Linked DNA regions of Mus musculus: regions 1, 2, 4 and 5 are each linked to region 3. The links are chromatin contacts, called in public Hi-C and promoter capture Hi-C maps. All regions are on one chromosome and are shown on one strand. The core of a region is the stretch at or near the end of the contact, and the rest is flanking DNA. Distances in the headings are between cores, read along the strand shown.

Region 1 (4,270 bases), core at 472-2,971, 340 kb after region 3:
CTGGAACTGCAACCACAGATGGCTGTAAACTGCCATGTGGACCCTGACAACAGGGCAAGTGTCCTCTGCAGGAGCAAATGGCTCTCTTGACGGCTGAGCCACCTCTCCAGCTCCCCTGTTTGTTTGTTTGTTTGCTTGCTTGCTTAACAGTTTACAATCCTAATAGTTTTCTAGGCATTTCAGCATTAATTCTCTATCTACTTATTTAACTCTGGCTAGGGACTGAACCCAGGGTCTTGGACATAACAGACAGGCCCTCCACCACTGAGCTGCACCCCCAGGCCTCCACCATCTACCTACAAACATCCACTTAGACTCTTTGACTGGCAAGTAACAGGGAAATCGATGAGTAAGCGAAGATCTCTTTAGTGACTTACACACAGAAAACGTGGCAGGCGGGATTCCAACCTGAAGACCACATTTCCCACTTGCCTAACTAGCTCGAGGGAAGACAAAAATTACATAGGAGATCACTGAAGTTTACGGGCTTGTAAAGAGCCATGTTAACAAACATTTAAAAAGAAAAGGGGCTCCCGCAGTACCTCCCTCCCTCTGCTTCGCAGCTCCCCTCGGCTAGCATGCATGACTTTGTTTGTATTCACTTGCATTAGGGCCAGGGCCACAGACAGAAACTGTGGATTTCCGGAATGCCCCTTCACTACCTAAGTCGTTTCACTGAATGGCTTGGCTGAGCAATTTAATACAGAGGGTCTCTCTCTTCTTTATTCTAGAAATGGCAGTACAACCTTCGGCTTGTGTCAGCCAGTTTTTCCTCCAGTTAACATAACTTTCTACATTTTTTAGAAAAAAAACTACATCTTTCTTCATTTATTTGTTCTTATGAAGTAAACCTAGAAGCCCTCAAATATTTTTTCTTTGAAATCAAATAAAGAAATATTCATCCATGCAGAAGAAAAGAGAGCACAGGAGAGTCCCTGGCTCCGCTTTATAATATTACAGCACGTGGTGCAGTCTCGTGTCTGTATTTATTTCCAGTCATTTAGTTTATGATGGAGAATAACTTTTGATTACTGATGCTCGCAGTATTATTCTCTCTGTCTTGGACTGTTTGAGGACCTGTATTTTATTACAAAGTCCAATAAAAATAAAGTGAAAAGCCCACAGGTCCCCAAACTGCTTCCTGGCCGGGGCTGTACGTCACTCGTTTCCAATCTGGAAGGAATTTCCTTCCCCTGTAAGTCTCTGTCGCTTGCTCATAAGCAAATTTATCTCCTAATGCCTCCTTCTTTATTTTAGCCATTAATCTCCCATTGAGAGTCCTACCAAATGCTTTCTGCAGATAAAAATATTTAATGTTTACTAGATTTCCCCATTCCACGCAACATATATTGCTTAAAGGGGGGAAAAAATCAATCTTTTCTACCTGAATTCAAGTTTGTTAGTTTGACTCCGTATGTTTCCCTCGGAAGTAAGAAATCCTATTTCTTTTGCTACAGGTTGAATTATGTCCAAACAAAAGAAGTCAAAATTGTAACCTTAGACTCCTCTTCTAGAAGGTGAGCTTATTTGGAAATGGGGTGGTTGAGTTGGTAATCATTTAAGAAGAAAGCACACTGAGTAAAGTGTCTGTTGTCTGGCTGGAATCCACAGAAGAGGCCCAGGCACACAGAGAGAAGATGCCTGACGGCAGAGGTCAGGCCCGGGAAGCTGAGTGTGACCCTATTTCATTCAGCAAAGGTCAGCAAGGAAATGAGTGGGACTGAACCTGCGGAAATGCCTGTTGTAGGAGTGGATGGCAGGCAGGGCGTACATGGCGGGCAGGGCGCACATGGCGCGCCTGCATTTAAAAGTCCTCCCCAGATGGGATAGCAGGTTGGTTTTCACCCTATAAGAGGTTTAACTTCCTGGCCTAGTTTAAGGACGTGTAAACAAAGTTACACTTCAAAGCCCAGTCCCCCAGCCCCTCATGCCTCTGTACCTCTCTCCCTGTGTCTTCCCTGAACCACACATAAGCTTGAGCCTTTTTCTTTCCATCAAAAAACCAAGTCAGAAGTTCTTCATGCCCTCCCCTCCCCTCTCCATCTACCTGTGAAGTCTTACAAAGTTCCACGACACTCCACTGCTTTGCAGTGCTTCAAAGCAGTCTTGGAAATACAACCTCTGGGTCATAGTTACAGGCTGCTAGCCGGGGCCATGCCATTATGTAAGGCTACTCCATTATAATGGAACTGTGACCATTGCCAGAAGTACGGTAACTTAATGCCCTGGATTATGATTATGTGGAGTAACTGCGTCTAGATTCTTTCCCCCGCCCCCAGAGCTGTTTTGGGCATAACCTGTCCCGTGACTACTTATCAATCACGTGATCTGTTACAGAGACCATACTTTTCCTCTGAAACCTACAAGGAGGAGGCCCAACTCCTGCCATGTGGGCTGCACTGTCCTGTGAGCCCCTGCAATGTTCTCTGTCTGTCTGTCCATACCACTAATAACTGCTCTAAGAAATCTCTTACCCCAAAGGGCAATCTGCCCCGGTGTCCCCCTGCCTCTCTCACCCTGCCTCTCTCCCCCAGCCTCTCTCACCCGGCCTCTCTCACCCGGCCTCTCTCACCCGGCCTCTCTCACCCGGCCTTTAACCCAACACTGCTCTGTTCTTACGTTTTCTCCAGTGGTGGAGGCTCATTAACAACTCTTCTTGTTATAAGTTAAACACTTTTACTTAGGAAACATGAGACCTTGTTTTAAAAGGACATTAAAACAAACCAGGCTGGTACACCATGGGGATCAGAATGCACCATCTGGAACAATACTCCTTGAGCAAGGAAGACTTGCAGCACATGACAGGGGCACTCAGGGTGGCTTGTGACAATCTTCTGGTGTCACTTGCCATTTGAATCATATTAAAGCTTTAGGTAGTAATTGGCTCTTAGTCACGGCACGGTTTTGTTTTTTGTTTCTTGTGGTCCAAGTGAATCTCCCGGGACTTTCACGGGTCTTTTATGATTGAATGACCTCACTTATTTACTTTCCGACTTCTCCGCTTCATCTCACTGTCCCCGTATTACTCTCTTCTTAGTAGGTTGGATTTCAGATCAGCTAACCCCTGGCTCCTGCTACTCCCTGGCCCCACTTTTATTTCCTCTGCTTTGCAAAATTCTGGCCGAGTTCAAAACTCCTTGCCCGTTCCGTCAAGGTGCACCCTCCTGTGGGCCCGGGTCCCTCCAGCCCCAGGTTTTTACGAGTGCTTCTCTGCACAGATCGGCATCAGCAGTTCAAGCCCGGTGACTTTACGACTGCGTATCCATGCTTATTTATCTGTCTGTATTATCCCTGAAGATAAGGGCTAGAATAACCTGGAGGACAGCTTGTCAGCTGTTGCCAGCGCGCCGACGGCCCTAGCTTCCCAAAGATAAAGGCAGTTCTGCATCTCCGCCTTCGAAAAGTGTGCAGCATGGGCTGCTGGGCCAGAATCCCCTCACCTAAGCACATCAGCTTGCTTCCTGCGTCTGTTTTCTCTAAGCATGACACTTCATATCTTGCCATCCTTTAGGGACTCGATGAAAGCCAACACAGCCCCTCTTCCCCCACTCCCATGTTTCTTACATTCCCTCACCCCAGCTCTTCCTTAACTCCCACTTCTCTCACCAGATTCCCACTCATTCAATCAAAGGTCCCCGCACATCACCCCCTCCAGAAGCACCCTCAATTCTCATCTTCAGACCTTGGGTTGGGCCCAATGAACCTCTGGTGCAGCTGTAAACGAACTGTCCTTTTCACCTGCTTCTTAAAAATCCATTTCCACTTCCCTGTCCTGTGCCCGGCTGAGCCAAAGCTGCCCGACAACCGAGAGCTATGTGCCGTTCCGTTTGGCAGATGTCTGAAGAGCTTGTACGGCCGCCATCATTTCTGGGATTCAGAAGAGGAAGAGACTTGATAGGTTTGCAAGTGCAGAAGTCTGGATGATAACTAACGGTGATTCGTAACCAGATTCATTTTATAGATCTCTTTTCTAGTGAGTTCACATCTAACATTTTCATCAATCCTCAAAGCGCTGGGGCGGATACAGAAGAGCACAGCTGAGCATCTCATACGCATCTCCTGAAGCTTCAGTCAGCAGCTTCTGAAAAGTGTCGCTCTGGACAACACTGGCCACAGCCTAGCAGGAAGAGTCAGCTGTGTCCCCTTTCTTACAAAATAGGATAGCGTGGGAGTCATGCTGAGGTCAGTGGCTTGCAAGGTTACTGTATTATGTAATAATGTATTCTCATACCTTAATTGTTGGATAATACATGAATTTAATTGCACAAGG
Region 2 (4,156 bases), core at 204-2,703, 490 kb after region 3:
CAAAATAACTAGCAGAAGGTTCTGTTGGTTATTTGTTAACCTGCTTCTACTATGTTGGTTATTTGTTAACCTGCTTCTACTATTTCAAGTCTTACAATATCTGTAAGGAGCAAGATTAATTTCATGTCAGTCCTCAGGGTCCATCTTTCCCAGTCTACAGTTGAAGGAGAGTTGATCTGAGTATATAAATCTATGTATGTAAGCTGTGGAGTAGGCAGACCTGGATTTCAATCCTAATGTCACTATTGGCTTTGGCAAAAAGAAAATTCTGAATAACATTTTCCCAATTTTCTAAAGCGGTGATTCATTTTAAGGGTTAGAGATGGTGTAAAGTAAAATTTGTAGCTCCTGGCAGAGATTGTCAATTAACAATCCTAGTTTTCTATACCATCTATCAAAACCAGCTATTTCGAACACTGGACATGCTCAAGTGGATGTCAGTCTGTTGGGAATGTTGGATGGAGGAAGATTCTGGATGAAGGCAGTAGACCGAACTTAATCATAAAACCCATCACTGCCCCCTTTTAGTCTCCATCTTGGCCTGCTAATTCACGGTCTCTTGAATGAGCTTTTGCTTGCCTCGCAAAGCAGGTAGGCCCAGCTATTTAAGCCAAGTTTTGTTTAATAGTCTGCCTTGGCTTCTTTGGAAGTCAATTGCCTTGGAAGTTAGAAGGGCCAGGGTGTCTGGGGGCGTAGCTGTGACAACGGAGGTATTGTAGAAGGTAAGAAAATGCCAGGTTCAGAAGAGAAGACTGGCAGATCCTTATTTTGTGGCTTCAGTGATCGAGCCAAGGAGCACTGAGCAGTGGTGAGTAGTTATTACTGGACTAAAGAGTCTCCCATACTTGAAACTACACCAGACTCTTGGCAGGAGCTCCTATGAAAAATGGGATCCAGGACGCCTGGTGAGACAGGTCTGGGCTTGCTGGCTATATCCAGGGACTGGAGTATTGTAGTCTCTCTAAACCAGTGAAGCCCTTGGGTACCACTTGCATACTGCTTTGGTTGAAGAGAGATGGTACAGGAGCAGACCAATGGACACAGGTCACAGGTCAGAGGCTGGGGAATACCTCTTCTTGGTAGTTGAGTAGGGCAGTAACTCCCAGATTAACACTAGTCATCAGTTGTGTGGCAGGATCTGGCCGCGGTCACCTGAGCGCTCTTTCCGCCTGCGGCATCCCCCCCCCCCCCCCCCCCGGCTGTGCTCTGCAGACCTAGGTCATTTCACTTGAGGAATTGTAGACACCACTCTGAGGCTGGGATCCCGGGTCTCCCCTGCGGGGTGCCGTGCTCGCCTTGTGGGATGAAGCCCTTGAGATTCTATCCAGAGCCCTAGGGTCTACTAGAGACTCAACTGTCCTCAAGATCTTGCAAACGGAGCCCTCTCCCGGCCGCGCGGGGCAACGCGCGTTCCCGGCTCGCTGCTGGGCATGCGCGGCGCGCGCTGGCTGTGTCCGGGAGCGAGCGGCGCGCACACACGGCCCGGGCGGCGGGCGAAGCGGGCTCCCGGGGCGCTGGGCGCAGGGCGCAGGGCGCAGGGCGCGGGGCAAGCCCCAGCGGCGTGTCTGCAGCGGGGCGCGGCGGGCGCTCCAGCTCCGGGATCTTTCTCCCTCCGTCACCTCCCTCGCGTCTAGGGAGGTCGTGGCACTCCCTGAGGAGCGCGGCTGCTCGGAGGGCGGATCCTAGGTAAGAGCCCCCCGAACATCAGTGCGGCTCCCCGGGTGGGATTCCCGCGGCATGGGCTCCCTCTCGCTTTCCCATAAGGGTCTTTGTGAGCCGTCACCGGAGTGGTGCCAGGCTCAGCGGCCGCTGCGGTTCACTTGGACCCTTTGCAACTGGTGTGTCGGCGGCCAGGTGTGCGCGGCGCTGCCGCCCTAGCGCGTCCCCGCGCCCGCTCCGCGCACCCCGAAGCCAGGAGACCCGATCCCCCCGCGGCCTCCTCCGCCCGGGTGGTCGCCGAGGTCCCCCGAGAGACCCCGCGCTCCCCTGGGCTGCGCGGGCGTACCTGAGTTCCGCACACCTGGACTCCCACCCCGCCCTAACGTCTTAGATGCAGGGCTTTCGGAGCGCCTCTCACCCAGCTCAAGTGGGGACCCCTTAGGAAACCTGTTTGAGATGTGGACCCGCCCTGGTATACACCCTCCAGTTGAGGTAGCTCGCTGTGTTTGAATAGTTGTGAATTCTGGATCACTTTCCAACACCATTTTACTTTTAGGAAGATGGCCTCTCTATGGCTGTCAGTAGTGCTTCGGAGGGCTCCACACCCACCGAGAGAGACAGTGAAGGCGCCCCGGGGTCTCATCCCTTCCTTCCTTTCAATGACTACAATACACATGCAAAAATCTTTGCCCGGTTCTCTGAGCCATGTTGTTCAAATCCTCCTCCTGTAGCCCCCAAGTGCTGTTGGCATCTCGCCGGGGCAGGACGCCCTAGGGTTTGGGCTTAAAATCCATAGACATTTGGAGCAGCGAGGCATTAGAAGAGGAGGTCTTCCTGAGCCAGTGTTTCAGCGAATGCATGGCTGCTTTTCTTCTAAAGGTTTCCCTTCTTGCCTCAGACAGTAAGAGAAAGAGACGAAAAAGCGAATAAGATAGTTCAGATCCAACTTGGTTCAGACACGTGTGGGTACTTTGAAGTTTTATTTGGTTTTGCCACTTTGGGGAGGAGGTGGAATTACGATTCCTGGAAGACTTTTTTTATGTTTAAAAAAAATCGTCAAAGTGTCTGTGTTGCGGGCTGTTTCTAATTTCTCGCTCTTGAAAGGATGCCATTCTAAGGCTCCCTGGGTTTTGGAACGGCTGCGCTCATTGTGTAGAATTGTAGATCTTGGGACAGTGAGTCTATTGAAATGAAAGCCAATGACATCTCGCCTCACCTAGTAAAGATTTCCTTCTTGTTTTGTTTTTAAATTGGGGATTGGAGGGTTTGGGGCACGCTGCTGTAGTTCTTAGTTTGCTGGGGTGGGAAATCTGTGAGTGATGAGCTCGCACCACCTGAAAGTTAAGCTTCTCTGTAGACTCATCACATAGCCGGCTGGGTACAGTGAGCCACAAGCTAGTAAGCTTGTGTGTGTAGAAAGCCCTTCCCGCACCATAGGAGACTAAGACTTTGTAAAATTCCGCAAGTCATTCACTTCCTTCATAGCAGGAAAAGAGAGAGAGAGAGAGAGAGAGAGAGAGAGAGAGAGAGGAGAAGAAAGTATCTTTTAAATCCTACTATTCTGAGCCAAGTGTTGCTCTCTGAATTGGGACGTCTACTTTGTAACTTTCACTTTCCAGTGTCATTGAGTATCATTATAATTGGCAAATGATTGTTTTAATCCCCTAACAGGAAACTGGTGTTTAATTTTGAACACTTTGCTTATTTGTGGTCAGAGGCAAAGAGTTCATTTTGTGTGCTCATCCAGCGTTACCCGGATTCAGTGTACACTGGTTCCTTCAACCTTGGCTTCTTTGTAGCCCTGTGACACAGGCTCTGCTCTCTGTTTAAGCATCTTTTCGTTTAGTCCTCTTTCTTCTTCTGAATCTCCTCTTCAGTCACCTGCTTTTATCTTAAAACATAAGTTCGTCTGAGCTAGGTTTGAATAAGAAACTATTAACCCCAGATTCAAACCTCTTTAGTTCCTTAAGTCTTATTGGATGAGTTTTAGCACTAGCTTTGTGTACATTTTCAGTTGGCTTTTCCAAGTTGTACTAGATACATTTGGCCGCTTTGTCTCAGTGCAAAACAACCAGAGGATAGCTTATAAACTTTCAGACATCTGCAGGGGTATCAGAGAGGAAGGGATGGAACTGTAGCCAAAGTGCTATACAGTACATCTCTCCTGGGAATTGCCCCACCAAAGTGTTTGCAGCTGCGGGGAACTGGACTTATTTTTCTTAAGAAACATTGTAGTGGAGTCCTTGCAAACAGTGTGAACTGAGTATTTATAAGAATGTGGGGGTTCTTTAGGTCCACACTGTAGCATCTGCAGTCATTCTCACATACACATCCTAAGTGGGGTCTTAAAAGAGACCATAAGGCCTGGAGAGGTGAATAAAGTGCTTGCCAGTCTAGGATGAGTTCAGAACCTGCGTACCCCAAAAAAAAAGCTGGCGTGCTTCTGCAGACCCAGTGCCGGGGTACAGAGGGTGAATACTAGGGACTTGCTAGCTAG
Region 3 (4,074 bases), core at 1,184-3,683:
GCCTCGTCCCAGCCATGGCTGCACCAGATGTTTAGTCATCACAAGCTGGGCGAATCCTGGAAACCTCAAAACCTTTTCCACAAGTGAGAGGGGAGTCCAATTGGGAGCTTAGCTGCTGAGCAGTTCTCTCTTTGCATGTGGTGGACTGCTGTGATTGGTGCAAATGCAGCTTATCCCGTGTATGAGGGGCCGTGCCACGGTGGGTGAGAACACAGCCCTTCCCTTCACTCATGAATGCCTGCTATGATCTGCGCCAACCTACTCTCTCTGGATTACTCTGTAAGCCAACATAGAGGCACCTTCTACGCTGCTTCCTGGCATGGCAGCATCAAAAGCCTTCCCTTGAGAACCTTTTATCGTCTATATATTGAGTGTGTACATGTGATCGTTTGAGATCGAGTCTCACAATGTAGCCCAGATTAGCCTCAAACTCACTGCATGCCTACCCCAGCCTCTCAAGGGCTAGGGTTCCAAGCCTACATCCTCACATCCAGTTTCTTGACTTCATGTGCTGTTCATCACTAGCATAGCGACCTGCCTGAGAAGCCAAGGAAGAACACTGAGTCCCAAGGCAGCAGGACAAAAGCCATGGAAGGACAGCGGAGGGGTGCTAGGGGCAACTGGGGCAGAAAGGAGGTAAAATAGAGGTGAGAAAGACAATAAGAGCCAAAGGTAGAAACTCCGATGCTGAACTCAGAAACTCCAGAGTTGCTCAATGTCTAGACTCCCTACTCCAAGCCCAGGAGCTAGAACATCAACCCTGCCAAGGCTGATGAGCCTCTTACCCTCAACCCTAAGGGGACCAGAACTTGAGGCCTGTAGAAGATGCAGCAGTAGAGGGTACTACCTACAGTTTGCTATGACCTCATCGCAGCCGGAAGCTGCGGATAACAAAAGTGGCCAAGTGTCAAGTCTCAGGTTCTGATGGCTAAACCTTTCTCTCAAGATCCTAAAACAGTGGGGTTCTGTTTTCCAAAGTGTTTGTAGCTCAGTGCCTGGCCTGCTAGTCCACCCTCTAAGCCCTAGGCCCTCCCTCTCCCGGGACAATCACCATCACACAAGGGTCTCTTCACCTACCCAGGATGCCTGTCAGGAGAGAGCAAAGGGATGCCCACCAGTTGACTGAAAACAGCTTGGGATGAAAGACTCCGACACAGAAACCATTTTCTTCTACTTTGAAGGAAAGAAGCTTGAGTAGGGTATAAATAAGGCCAGGTGGTACAATGGAGACTGGAGACCCCACCTGCCTGTCTCTGGAGCCCTGTCATCGCCGACCTGTATAGTTCCTGGACTCACAATTCCATTCTAGGAATTGTGGGGTGCTGTTTTCTCATTTCCTGGAAGCTTCTCCTGTAACTCCTGTTGTCATATTTTGCCCCAGTGCTATCTGCAGTTGAGAAATACTCCTCTTTCTCCTCATGGGCCCTCAGCCAAGAAAAAGCAAAGTTCTTTTCTTCTCAAAACTGTTTGCCCTATCTGCATCAGTATTGTGAAACTTGGAAAATCTGGGCACACAGCCACAAGGCCATGACTCTTCAATTTTCAATGGATCGAAAGCAGCAAACACATTTGTTGTGAGGACAGAAAAGAGGGCTGCAACAGAGGAAGAACAGAAATACACACATGATCAGAGTCCCAGGCACCTTCCCTACAGCCTCAGTGGGGCCAGACTACAGTGGCCACAGGGGAGGGCGGCTCTGGGGAGTAGCTGCCCAAGGGCTGCGCCCTCAGGTCTTTGGTCATCAGGCTACAGTCACAACAGAGCACGCTCTGCTGCTCTGCTAAGTCTGTAAGTCATATGATATCAAAAGTACCAGTGTAAAGACTTGTAGAGATTTCTCTTGCCTACCACAGGAGAATCTAGAAAAGCAAACAACTTTTCAACAAGTTGAAAGGCCTGCATGTCCAAGTCACCCGGGACACTGTAGGGTTTTACTCCCTGGGAAAGGACAGAAGTTGCTGAAACCGCAGTGACTTCTCATCTTGTTACAACTTGCATGTATTTTTTTTCCCCTCCCCTCAAGATCAAGAGACCCTTTCAAAGGGAATGCTACTTGGGCTTGAAAATAAGAAATAAGAAAACCATCTCTTAAACATGAAAAGACTCGTGCTCCCAAGTTTCTTCTTGGAGTTTGAGAAAGGAAAACTTAATGCAGGAACAGAAAAGCACAATTCTCATTTAGAGCGGGCCACAAAAATGGGGGCGGGGGGTGGTCATTTAAACAACTAAAGGGAACAAAGGCTTTTCAAACAGGCACAGCCACTCTCTAGCCTTACACCTGCCACCCACCGGCCCCTTGCACCCACCCACTCCTAGCCTGGGAGCAGCACCGTGGCCGTGCGCAGCACCCACCTGAATCCAGGGAGAAGGGCTGCAAGTTGTCCTGCCGAGCCTGTGCACTTCTGGGACTTTTCACCAACAGGACCCGCGCTGGCACCGCCCTTTTTCAGGCTATTTTTCTATTAATCACCCCGCCTCCTGACCGTGCCAAGCCCCGCCTTCGGAGCTTGCCAAATCCCACCCCTGAATCGCCCCGAAACTGCTGTGGCTGGTGAGGGTCTTTCTCTGCTAAGGATCTTGGCAGTTCTGTTCCGGCTCCGGAAGAAGGGAAGCAAGGAAGGGGTTGCTAACTTTTATGTCGCTGGAAACAAAAAGACCTTAGTGTTGAATTTGGAAAACCTAAAAAGAAAATGTTTTAAGGAAATGTAAATCTCGGGGGAGGGGCTCTATTGCTGTGAATACCTTCAGGGTGCAAAGTGAAACCTGCGAAATTATGAGTCTGTTAGGCAACTAACTTGTTTCACAGTGACTTAGGAAAGTGTTGCAAGGGGGCAGGGTCGTTAGGGCAACATCAAAGCTATTGCACATCACAGAGCCCCACAGTAATGGCCAAGCTCCAGCTCTGAGAGCTCTAAGGTTGATAAGTTCCCATCTGCAACATTTCACTCGGGAACTTTACCAGTTTACACCTGTGCCCCACATTGCTCTGAGAATCAATCAGTCTTTCTCTTTTCTTTTCTTTTCTTTCCTTTTCTTTTCTTTTCTTTTCTTTTCTTTTCTTTTCCTTTCTTTTCTTTTCTTCCCTCCCTCCCTCCCTCCCTCCCTTCTGTCCTCCTCCCTCCTGTCCTCCTTCCCTCTCTCTCTCTCTTTCTTTCTTCCTTTCTTTCTATTCCTTCCTTTCTTTTACACGATTATTCTCTTTTTTATTTCTTCATTTTCCTCCTCTTCGTCTTCTTCCTCCTCCTTCTTCAGTATGAACCACTTAATTTTCTGAGTTTTAGCTGGGTGCCTCTTTGGTTTGGTTTTATTTGTCGTTTTAGAGAGGATTTTGTTACTTAGCCCTGTCTGGAACGCGTGGTACACACTAGTCTGTACACAAACTTATGACCATTCCTGCCTCAGCCCCCAAGGGCTAAGATTTTTCTCACCAGGACCCACTCTGATTCTGACTTTCAAGATTCAGTAGACAGTTCTATTTTATATCCCTTCCAAAAACTAAAAGGAATTAAGAAGCAATGTGCTGACCCAAGCTGAAGTCAGTCAGTCCTGAAGATGGTTTCTTTAAAGGCATGATTGGTAGAACATCTGAAAAGAGTGTTTGGTCGACCTTTTCATTTCAGTTGAAAACATTGTTCAGTTCCTCTCTGGGGCCACACCAGAACACTGAGTGCAGTGGAGCAGAGCTTTCTGAATTTCCTTGAGAGCGGTTAGTACTGCAAGGACTTAAAGAGCTCTTCATTTACACCAAGGAAGACAGCACAAATCCTGAAGGCAAGATTACACAGAAAGGTGCACAAAAATTCTTAACTCTTATCTTCGGAAAGCCAGTGGGAAAACAAGGGCACACTTTTACAAAGAGCATCTCAGTCATCTAATGATCTCATTGAACTTTGTCCAAACTATCGGCTAGTTAATCAATACATAAAGGGTTTCTGCTGTAACGCCCTACTAATTATTGACCATCTGGTAAATGTGATTTTACGTGTGCATATAGCAGAAAGATCTGTTGCTGTCTTTAGTATAATATGAGCATTTGCTTGTAATAGATTTAATTCAGCAAACACTTTAGTGAA
Region 4 (4,048 bases), core at 809-3,308, 270 kb after region 3:
TTAAAAATAGTAATAATAAAAAGGACACGGAGATGAACAGGGTGGGGGCAGATCTGAAAGGAGTTAGGGAGAAGAGTGAAGATACGATCAAAGTACATTATCTGCAGTTATCAAGAATTAATAAGAATATTATGTATTAAAAGTGTTTAACACATCACTTCTTGGCCTTTTGTCTAAGATCAAGTGTAAAAGTGTTTAACCACAATGGAAGATAGGAATATCTGGAATCTCTAAGCTATACAGCAATAACAGATTCAGAAAGCCTCAGCTTCGTATAGGATAGAAGCAAAGCACCTAAATAAATAATACATGTGTGCAAATAATCCTGACTACCAGGCCTGAGGGACAGCACATGATGGGGTTTACTGAATGTCAGAGACGTTTGCTGAGGGACAGCAAGGCCACAGCTGTCTCAAACTAGCATTTGCAGAGCTGGAAGAAGAGTCCAAGAGGGAGGTTCCACAAATACCAACTTAACTGAAGCTGATCCAGAAGAGACACGTTGTTCCTTCGGCGCCCTCTATTGACAAGGTCAGGCTAGTGCCATTCGGCGAGGCATGCGTCATTCAGTGAGAAGAGAGAGTAGATTTGTGTGCCGCTTAGAATCAACAAACTGATAATTGGGTCCGTACAGATACAAAATGCCTTTTTTTCCCCCTAAGACATGCACACAGAAGAAATGCCTGTTTCGTATTTGTGCAAAGACAAGCTGGGGAATTGCTTTGAGTCCTGAGATCATGGTGAGGGGTACCTGGCATGCAACCATTGTTGCTCTGCTCGGCCCCAAATAACCAGTCTGTATAGGCAGCCTCTTCGCAGCACGACACTATGGCTCGCCGTCACTTCCTGTTTGAATTACTTTTTTAAAGACATAAACAATAGCAATCACACACACAAGCCTCTCTTGTTCAGTTGCTCTGAACAGGTTAATTGTATGCTGAGGAAAAGCGTTCCTTTTCTAATGACTCAAAAGCAAGACAGACGAGTGAGTGAACGTGTGATTTGATTCAGACATTCTTCTTAGATTGTTGCTGTTTGCGGCCATCACCTGGACCTACCCCTAACACCGGTGAAGTTAAGAACCTAGACTATCTAAAGGCATCCGTCCCAGGGTTCCTCAGGCTACTGGACAATTTCCATTTCTTGAATGAAAAAAAAAATCTCAGAATTCATTGATTTGGGGGTAAAGTTACTGAAAGCATCGAGGAAGGTCAATGAAACGGGTTGCTTAACTGAGGGAAATAGATGCCATCCTTGCTCACTGGTAGTTTCTGTGTACTCTTTATGCATAAATCAGTCTCGTTTGTGATAAGGAACACTGGAAGGGCTTGGATTCTCAGGAGGAGCAGACAGAAGCAGGAGCCCTGGGCCGTGGTCTAGGGAGGGCTTTGTGTGAAATTGCTGAAATGGAAGCAGACAGCGAGTTAATTCTGTTGCATTTCTGATGGGTTACTCTGCCGTGCTGGAAATGCTTCGAATGTGGACACTATTAAAGAAACTAAGCACCCGGTGGAAAGAGCGGGACAGGGTTGTTTTAGGTAAACTGGGCTGGTTGCAACAGCGGATAGATACTTTCTTTCCAAGCCTTCGAAAAGTAAAGGGGATACTCTCTTTCCAAGTCTTTGATGTTATCTTTCAAATGGGGGATGAACACACTTTTTGTCAACTTTCTCTACACCCTGAAATAACAAGACTCCATTCCCAAGCTTTTCTGTACCATAGTTAACAATTATTCTAATTGTCAGTCCCTGGATTTTTTTTTTATGCTTTCCCTGAAATGTGATAATTTGTAGGCTAATGTAAGAAATTAGACCATTTCCTAGTTTTTCTAAAAGGAAAGCACAAGGCTTCCTCTCTCAATAGATTGACATCGCAACCCCTCCACCTGTGAGAATCAATGAAGCGTTCACTCATTCGGAGTTCTACCGCCTTCTTGTCAACAAGGTGGAGGGAGTTTGTTTTTTTTTCTTTTTCTTTTTAGTGCTTTCTCTGTACTGTCATTTCAGATTCACAGTTGCTAAGTATTCCAGGAGCCCAGCAGAGGGACTCTCTCATGGTGTGATTTGCAAACTTTGAAATAACACCCACCATCAGAAGCACCATATGTTGCTGCGTTATAGTCAGCTGACAGGAGCATGTCATTTGTCATTCGAAATTCAGAAAATGTCAGCATCTTCATACCCAGCAATTGCCTACACGCCTCTCTGGTTAGCAAAGAGCATCATTGAGCCTAAGTGCACATGAAAATATGGGAGTCGTATGGAGGAATAAAAATAGCGGAGTCAGTATTAAGACACACAGCTTCATGAGCATATGGACAGACAGATCAACTTCCTATGCTCCCACCGTGTGTGTGTGTGTGTGTGTGTGTGTGTGTGTGTGTGTGTGTGTGTGTGTGTGTGTGTGTCTGTGTGTGTCTGTGTGTGTCTGTGTGTGCATGCATGAGTATGTATGTATGTGTGCGTGCATCTAGGAGAAAGGTCTGACCCATAGGGTTAATGGCATTTGGGCTAATCACGTTTTCTAACACTGGTGACTCAAATGTATCTTTTAATTATAAAATAGGATACCAAAGAATATTTTTTAATCCATTAAAGGCAGATTCAACATAAAACACAAGCTGTTTCCTTTGTGATTAAATTGCATGCAGCTGCGCTAGCTTCCGCAGAGCCAAGAGAGAAAAGCACTTGGTAATTCTTCCTAATTAGAGGATGCTAATTACTCCTAAATACAATGCACTTTCAATGTTATAAAGGTTCCTCTAAATCAATGTTTTTATAGGGCTAAAAATTAATAATGATTTCAAATCCATTAACTGTGGCCAAACTACCCATTTGTTCATGCTTGCACATGACTTTACAATGAAATCTCTGAACTGAAATGAGGTGAGGACCGAGCCACATGGCCTGGCGTATTAGCACATTATTTCCATGTTGATCAGTGCCCCATGGTGGTGTTTCTTCCCTGTGCTCATGTCATGGTGGAAGCAGAAGCAGGCACTCTGTGGTTGGAGCATGGTCATGCTTCCAATTTGCCTTCACTCTGTGTTCCCATCAGATAGCGGAACTTCCCTGCAGCAGGGGCTGGGATCTAAGTTCTTAATCACACGAGGGACCCATGGGGACAGAGAAACTCAGTTGCTGGGCACTACACGTTTTCTCCTTTGACACAAAAGTCCATGAAGACTTTGAGAGTCAAACAAAAGTTGTCCATTTTGTCTAATTAAAATACCAGGGCTGTATCAATGTATAGAACCAGTGAGATGTTTCAGCAGGTGGAAATGTCTGTTCCCATGCCTTATGAGCTGAGCTCAGTCCCTGGAACCCCCCCCCCCAACACACACACATGATAAAATGAGAAAAACAACTACCTTTATAGGAAAAGTATAGTGTATGTGTACTCAAATAAATGCACAAAAAGATTTAAAAAGTATATAAATTTTAAAATAACACTGTTCACTACACACTCTTCCAACTAAATTATGACCCTTATCAAATAAAGTCTTTTAAACATTTTTCTGGGATTAAAGTGGTTCAAGTGCACTATTGCATATGCCAGCAAGATTTTGCTGAAAGGACCCTGATATAGCTGTCTCTTGTGAGGCTATGCCAGTGCCTGGCAAATACAGAAGTGGATGCTCACAGTCATCTATAGGATGGAACACAGGGCCCCCAATGGAGGAGCTAGAGAAAGTACCCAAGGAGCTGAAGGGGTCTGCAATTCTATAGGTTGAACAACAATATGAACTCAACAGTACCCCCAGAGCTCATGTCTCTGGCTGCATATGTAGCAGAAGATGGCCTAGTCAGCCATCATTGGGAAGAGAGGCCCCTTAGTCTTGCAAACTTTATATGCCCCAGTACAGGGGAACTCCATGGCCAAGAAGTGGGAGTGGGTGGGTAGGGGAGCAGGGCGGGGGGTTGAGGGAGGGGTATAGGGAACTTTTGGGATAACATTTGAAATGTAAATAAAGAAAATATCTAATAAAAAAAAGAAATTTTAAAAAATAAATAAATAAAGTGGTTCAAGTGGTTGCCAGGCATGCATG
Region 5 (4,258 bases), core at 1,078-3,577, 360 kb after region 3:
GATCTGACTTCGATTCCCTTCACAAACATGGTGGCTCACAACCACCTGTAACTCTAGTTCCAGGGGATCTGACATCTTCTTCTGGCCTCCTTGGGCACCAGGCCTGCAGGATATATGCAAATACAATCAGGAAAAAAACACTAATATAGATTTTTTAAAAAATAGAAAGAACGGGAAGGTAAGAGTGGGGCTGTGGTGGTTTGAATGGGAATGGCCCCATGGATTCATTCATCCAAATGCTGAAGGGCTGCCACCATTGGAAAGGATCAGCAGCGGTGGCTTTAGAAAGTGTCACTGGGGGTGGGCTTTGAGGTTTCAAAAGTTCAATCCATGTACAGTAGCTCTCTTCTTGCTGCCTGTGGTTCCAGATGTAAAACTCCCAGCCACCTCTCTGACACCATGTCTGTCTGCCCGCCACCACTCACCCAGCCACGACGGACTAAATCTCAGAAACTGGAGGCCAGCTTTTGTTTACGAGAGTTGCTGTGGTCGCGGTGTCTCTTCAGAGCAACAAGACTAAGCCAGGGAGCTCATAGCCAGTCTCCTCACAGAATCTGGAGCGAGCGCCATGGAACCACATGCTTCTGTGCTGTGGGACGTGCTCTACCGCTGATGTGACTTGCAAAGTGTTAACAGGTAATCTTTACCGTCCACTGGCTGGGATCTAGAATCGCTCTAGAAATAAACACCTGGGCACGCGTGTGAGAGAACTTCTGATGAGCCTGGGTGACTGATGAGAGATCCACACTGGATGTGGGGAGCAGTAGCTGTTCTTTGGGGTGAGCTGGGCACTGCAGTCTCTCCCCCTAAATCTTGACTTTAGATTTTGCTGTGATTTCTCTGCCACAATGGACTGTGAGCCAGGCCAGGCCCTGTCTTTACGGTAAGGGGATTTCACTGGGTGTTTGTTATGCTGCAGTGGAAAGAAAATGAAATAATCCCTGAAGCAACTTCACAGAACTCATAGAAGGGAGGGCCCAAGGCAGGAAATGGGACAGCCTGCTGGGCACGCCCACCAGTGCATATCACAGAAATAATGAGAGGCTCTTAATCAGGAAACCCCTAATATAAAAACAGGGCACGGAAACACACAATGTAAAATCAAGCTGAGAATCAAAATTAAGACAAAATACTGCAGTGGGGAAAGGCTTCAGTCACTGCTGGCTTTTATTTAAAAATAAATTTCTAGCATTAAATGTTCCTTTTCCATTTGGTTTGGGTCAACAGGTTATTAACACCATAGAAAAAAGTTAATGGAAAAGTATGGTCTAGGACAAAATGTGTTATTATATTTTGTGGAAATGCCTACTTTGGGGAAATTATTATCTCAGAAACAGCCATCCCTAAGTCTGTGAAGGAGAGCCAATTACATCAAAACCCATCTCCTATTGGATTTCACTTTTCAATTAACAGAGCTTGAGAGACAAGAACACAAGTTATAATATAAACTGCATGCCTGTGTCTTCACCTGCTTGTAAAAGACATAAAGAATGTGCATCTGGATTTATTTAAAATATGCATATTTACATTATCCACAACTCTGAAATCGTAACTGAAAATCTATGACCAAAAGCTTATAAGCAGAATACACAGAAACAAGAACATATATAAAATATGACTTTCAAGAAGGATTAAGGACGCCCAAAGCACACACAAGCAGCAATACAAATGGGCACAAGGAAAAAGAGATATTTGGAACTGTCAAGAACGGTAGTATACATAGGAAAGGGGGAAGAAATGGGAGAGACATGAAATGGTGCTAACTCTCCAAGCTGGAAAGCATGTAGCCTCACTCACAGCCAGTGATGGAAGCCATGTAAATGACTTAGTTCAAGAAAGCAGGATGCAATCAACAAGATGCAGAGGTTTTCAGATGGGACCTTTCTTTCCTTCCCCTGGGGAGGATGGTGAAGGCTGGATCTTTGAAAGCCACCTTAGACAATGGTGTGTTCCTGCCGCGGTGGTAGACACACGTACTACAGAACTGGGAGATGGAATTGGTCCAGGTCTCCCACATAACTCTACTTCCCTCTGAATGCCCTGTGGCTAGACTGGGGACTGAATTTTTGTTACATCATAAGTAAACAAAAATTAGTTAATAGGGGCCAAACAGTGGAATAGGTTTGGCAGAAAAAAAGTTTACAGATATATACTATCAAATCTCCTCTCTGGTGCCTAGTTTCAATATCTGCAGTCTCAGTTAACAGGAATCAACTTAAGGTCTGAAAGTACTAAATGGAAGGTTCCAGAAATAAACTGTTCATAGGCTTTACAGGGCAGCTGTGGTGAAATCGCATGCTGGCTATGCTGTTATGTTCACAGTTATTGAGTCACCGAAGTTATCAGATGGCTATGTCTCAGCTGACAGTGACACAGAGGCCAGGAAGATGACTCGAGGGTTAAGAATGCCAGCAGCCAAACCTGGTCACCTGAGTCTGATCCACAGGACTCACATAGAGGAAGGAGGCCAACTCCCAAAAGTTGTCCTCTGATCTCCACAGCCGAGCCCTGGCAGGTGTGAGTCCCACCCTCCACATACACACCAGTAAACAAATGAATTAAGTGATCTACTGAACCCCCCCATACTTAAAAATATGTTTTACTTGGTATGTACATCTATCAAGAAACAATATATTATCTTAGCATTAATTTAGTTTCATCTAAAATGTTAAATTACTTGCCATGGTAACTTTTTCAGAGAGCATTGTATGTATTTTAGTTATTAATATCCTCATCTTTAGGATGTAAGATATGTGTATGTATAGGAACAGATTCATCTTTAGGATGTAAGATATATGTATATAGGAACAGATAAAGTTCATTTGATTGTTTCATACCTCACTGTATAACAGCATCCTGCTACTAGGGTAGACACTATCTTATCCCAGCTTAGGATAATGGTGAGACACTAACTCTACAGATGACTATGTAATCACATTTAAGGTAGAAAAGGGGCATTTAATAAGCTTAATACTAGCACACATCCTCACCGTCCACAAATATTAATGTGAAAAACGATAACCTCCCCAGCGTCCCAGAGTAAACCTTGCTTAGAGGCCTTGCCTGGAGCGACCTATTTACTGAATAACGAAACAGTACAAAACTGTAGGAATTCTTCCAAAAGAGAAGCAAATTAATAATTTTTAAACTGGATTTACTGCACGGGATGACTGTGCCCCTAACTACACAGAGAGTCGTAACCTGTTCCTACAGACAGAGAAGGGCTTAGACTTATAAGGAAATCGAGAGGGACACTTTTAGCCATGTTCCTCTGACCATTGACTTGTGGCCTGGAACTTGATTCCTAAGCCCTGCTGTGTTCCGTTCAGATCTCCCCATGATCCACCAGGAAGGGCTGGGGCTCCCTGGGAGCAAGGACCTGCACCTACCTTCCCACTGGCCCGTCAGCACCAAGGTCCTGTTAATGACCACGTCAATTTCAGTAGCTCCATCCTCCACGGCCAGTCTGATCTCTTCCAATCGAGTCTTTAAATGAGTCTGTCCAGCTGGAAAGCCAGTGGCCACTGGGAGAGATTTCAAAGAAAGAAAACAGAGGGAGAAAATGAGGGAGGGGAAAAAAGGGACAAACCTCAATTGGTCAGTTTGTAAGTGCGGCTTTGAGAAATGAGGCATGAACGGTACCTAAACGTGACTCACGCCACACAGGACAAAGTTGGAGTAGTGGGATGAGTGTACATACATTTTCAGGGACATGATACATGTCTCTCTGGAAGACCTGAGGTGAAGTTGCTGCAGAGATGTTTGCATGGGACGCTGAGTAACTATCAACTAACTAAATATCAGCTGAGTTTCTTTTTCATTCACCCACCTCTGATTCTACACAGGGTCTGTTGCCCTTTCCTTCAGTTATCAGGTCTGCTACCACAGGCCAAACACATCTTCCTGTTATGTAAGTAATGGGCTGAACGCCCTGAGATGGTGAAAACACTATGGTCTATGGAGGCACAGCTTCAAATATGTTGGGAGCCCTCTCGGAGAGGCTATATACAGACATGCACATGGAGAGACGGGTCAAGGGTTAAAAGCACTGGCTGCTCTCATGAAGGACCCAACTTCGGCTGCTAGCACCCACACAGAAGATCTAATGCTTTCTTCTGGCGTTTGTGCACATTCACAGGACTTGATGCAGAACCCATGAAAGCACAAACGTATATGCATAAAAAAATAAATCTTAAAAAAAATATATATAGTACATCATCTTTCCATAATGCAATAAGAAGCTGATGTTTATAAACTG

What was found. Promoter capture Hi-C pulls out the DNA fragments that hold promoters and counts their contacts. A called contact is a pair of places that touch in the nucleus more often than the background predicts.
Region 1: a contact with region 3 is called in a Hi-C map of nephron progenitors, with 2.8 times the contacts expected there. The contact joins the enhancer-like site here to the promoter of Mgst1 in region 3. A contact is called at or near these places in 11 of 39 promoter capture datasets (the 3T3-L1 cell line, the C10 cell line, the HPC-7 cell line and 7 more), 1 of 15 datasets of contacts at CTCF or cohesin (pro-B cells), 46 of 484 Hi-C or Micro-C datasets (the HPC-7 cell line, LSK cells, the N1E-115 cell line and 30 more), 7 of 115 datasets of contacts at active chromatin or transcription factors (astrocytes, bone marrow-derived macrophages, cardiomyocytes and 4 more) and 4 of 9 other capture datasets (adipose tissue, liver, macrophages and 1 more).
Region 2: a promoter capture Hi-C map of the 3T3-L1 cell line shows a contact between it and region 3, with 2.5 times the contacts expected there. The contact joins the promoter of Eps8 here to the promoter of Mgst1 in region 3. A contact is called at or near these places in 1 of 39 promoter capture datasets (the 3T3-L1 cell line) and 1 of 484 Hi-C or Micro-C datasets (pre-B cells).
Region 4: a promoter capture Hi-C map of hippocampal neurons shows a contact between it and region 3, with 3 times the contacts expected there. The contact joins the enhancer-like site here to the promoter of Mgst1 in region 3. A contact is called at or near these places in 5 of 39 promoter capture datasets (the 3T3-L1 cell line, Sertoli cells, embryonic stem cells and 2 more), 1 of 15 datasets of contacts at CTCF or cohesin (embryonic stem cells), 54 of 484 Hi-C or Micro-C datasets (3T3-L1-derived adipocytes, the AtT-20 cell line, B cells and 35 more), 7 of 115 datasets of contacts at active chromatin or transcription factors (astrocytes, bone marrow-derived macrophages, cardiomyocytes and 3 more) and 3 of 9 other capture datasets (adipose tissue, liver and pancreatic islet).
Region 5: a contact with region 3 is called in a promoter capture Hi-C map of liver, with 1.8 times the contacts expected there. The contact joins the enhancer-like site here to the promoter of Mgst1 in region 3. A contact is called at or near these places in 9 of 39 promoter capture datasets (the 3T3-L1 cell line, the HPC-7 cell line, HPC-7-derived erythroid cells and 6 more), 1 of 15 datasets of contacts at CTCF or cohesin (pro-B cells), 41 of 484 Hi-C or Micro-C datasets (the HPC-7 cell line, LSK cells, the N1E-115 cell line and 27 more), 5 of 115 datasets of contacts at active chromatin or transcription factors (astrocytes, bone marrow-derived macrophages, embryonic basal ganglia and 2 more) and 3 of 9 other capture datasets (adipose tissue, liver and pancreatic islet).

Annotation. Positions count from the first base shown.
Region 1 is chr6:137,802,277-137,806,546 of GRCm38.p6, reverse strand. All of the region lies in intron 6 of Dera (deoxyribose-phosphate aldolase (putative)), which reads right to left. Among named protein-coding and RNA genes, the nearest start is that of Dera, 50 kb to the right of the region's middle. Within about 2 kb of position 1,721, at least 13 of the 459 cell types and tissues checked have an H3K27ac peak or open chromatin away from gene starts, as enhancers often do. A contact at or near this core is called in embryonic stem cells and nephron progenitors, where this site is marked.
Region 2 is chr6:137,646,582-137,650,737 of GRCm38.p6, reverse strand. Eps8 (epidermal growth factor receptor pathway substrate 8) reads left to right here and starts at 1,453. Exons shown (of 22, transcript NM_007945.3): 1 at 1,453-1,686.
Region 3 is chr6:138,138,886-138,142,959 of GRCm38.p6, reverse strand. It overlaps Mgst1 (microsomal glutathione S-transferase 1), which reads right to left and starts at 2,433. Exons shown (of 4, transcript NM_019946.5): 1 at 2,354-2,433.
Region 4 is chr6:137,868,996-137,873,043 of GRCm38.p6, reverse strand. No RefSeq gene overlaps it. Among named protein-coding and RNA genes, the nearest start is that of Gm38552, 14 kb to the right of the region's middle. Within about 2 kb of position 2,058, at least 16 of the 459 cell types and tissues checked have an H3K27ac peak or open chromatin away from gene starts, as enhancers often do. A contact at or near this core is called in brain and hippocampal neurons, where this site is marked.
Region 5 is chr6:137,782,195-137,786,452 of GRCm38.p6, reverse strand. Dera (deoxyribose-phosphate aldolase (putative)) reads right to left here. Exons shown (of 9, transcript NM_172733.1): 5 at 3,390-3,524. Among named protein-coding and RNA genes, the nearest start is that of Dera, 30 kb to the right of the region's middle. Within about 2 kb of position 2,327, at least 48 of the 459 cell types and tissues checked have an H3K27ac peak or open chromatin away from gene starts, as enhancers often do. A contact at or near this core is called in adipose-derived mesenchymal stem cells, bone marrow-derived macrophages, granulosa cells and 1 more, where this site is marked.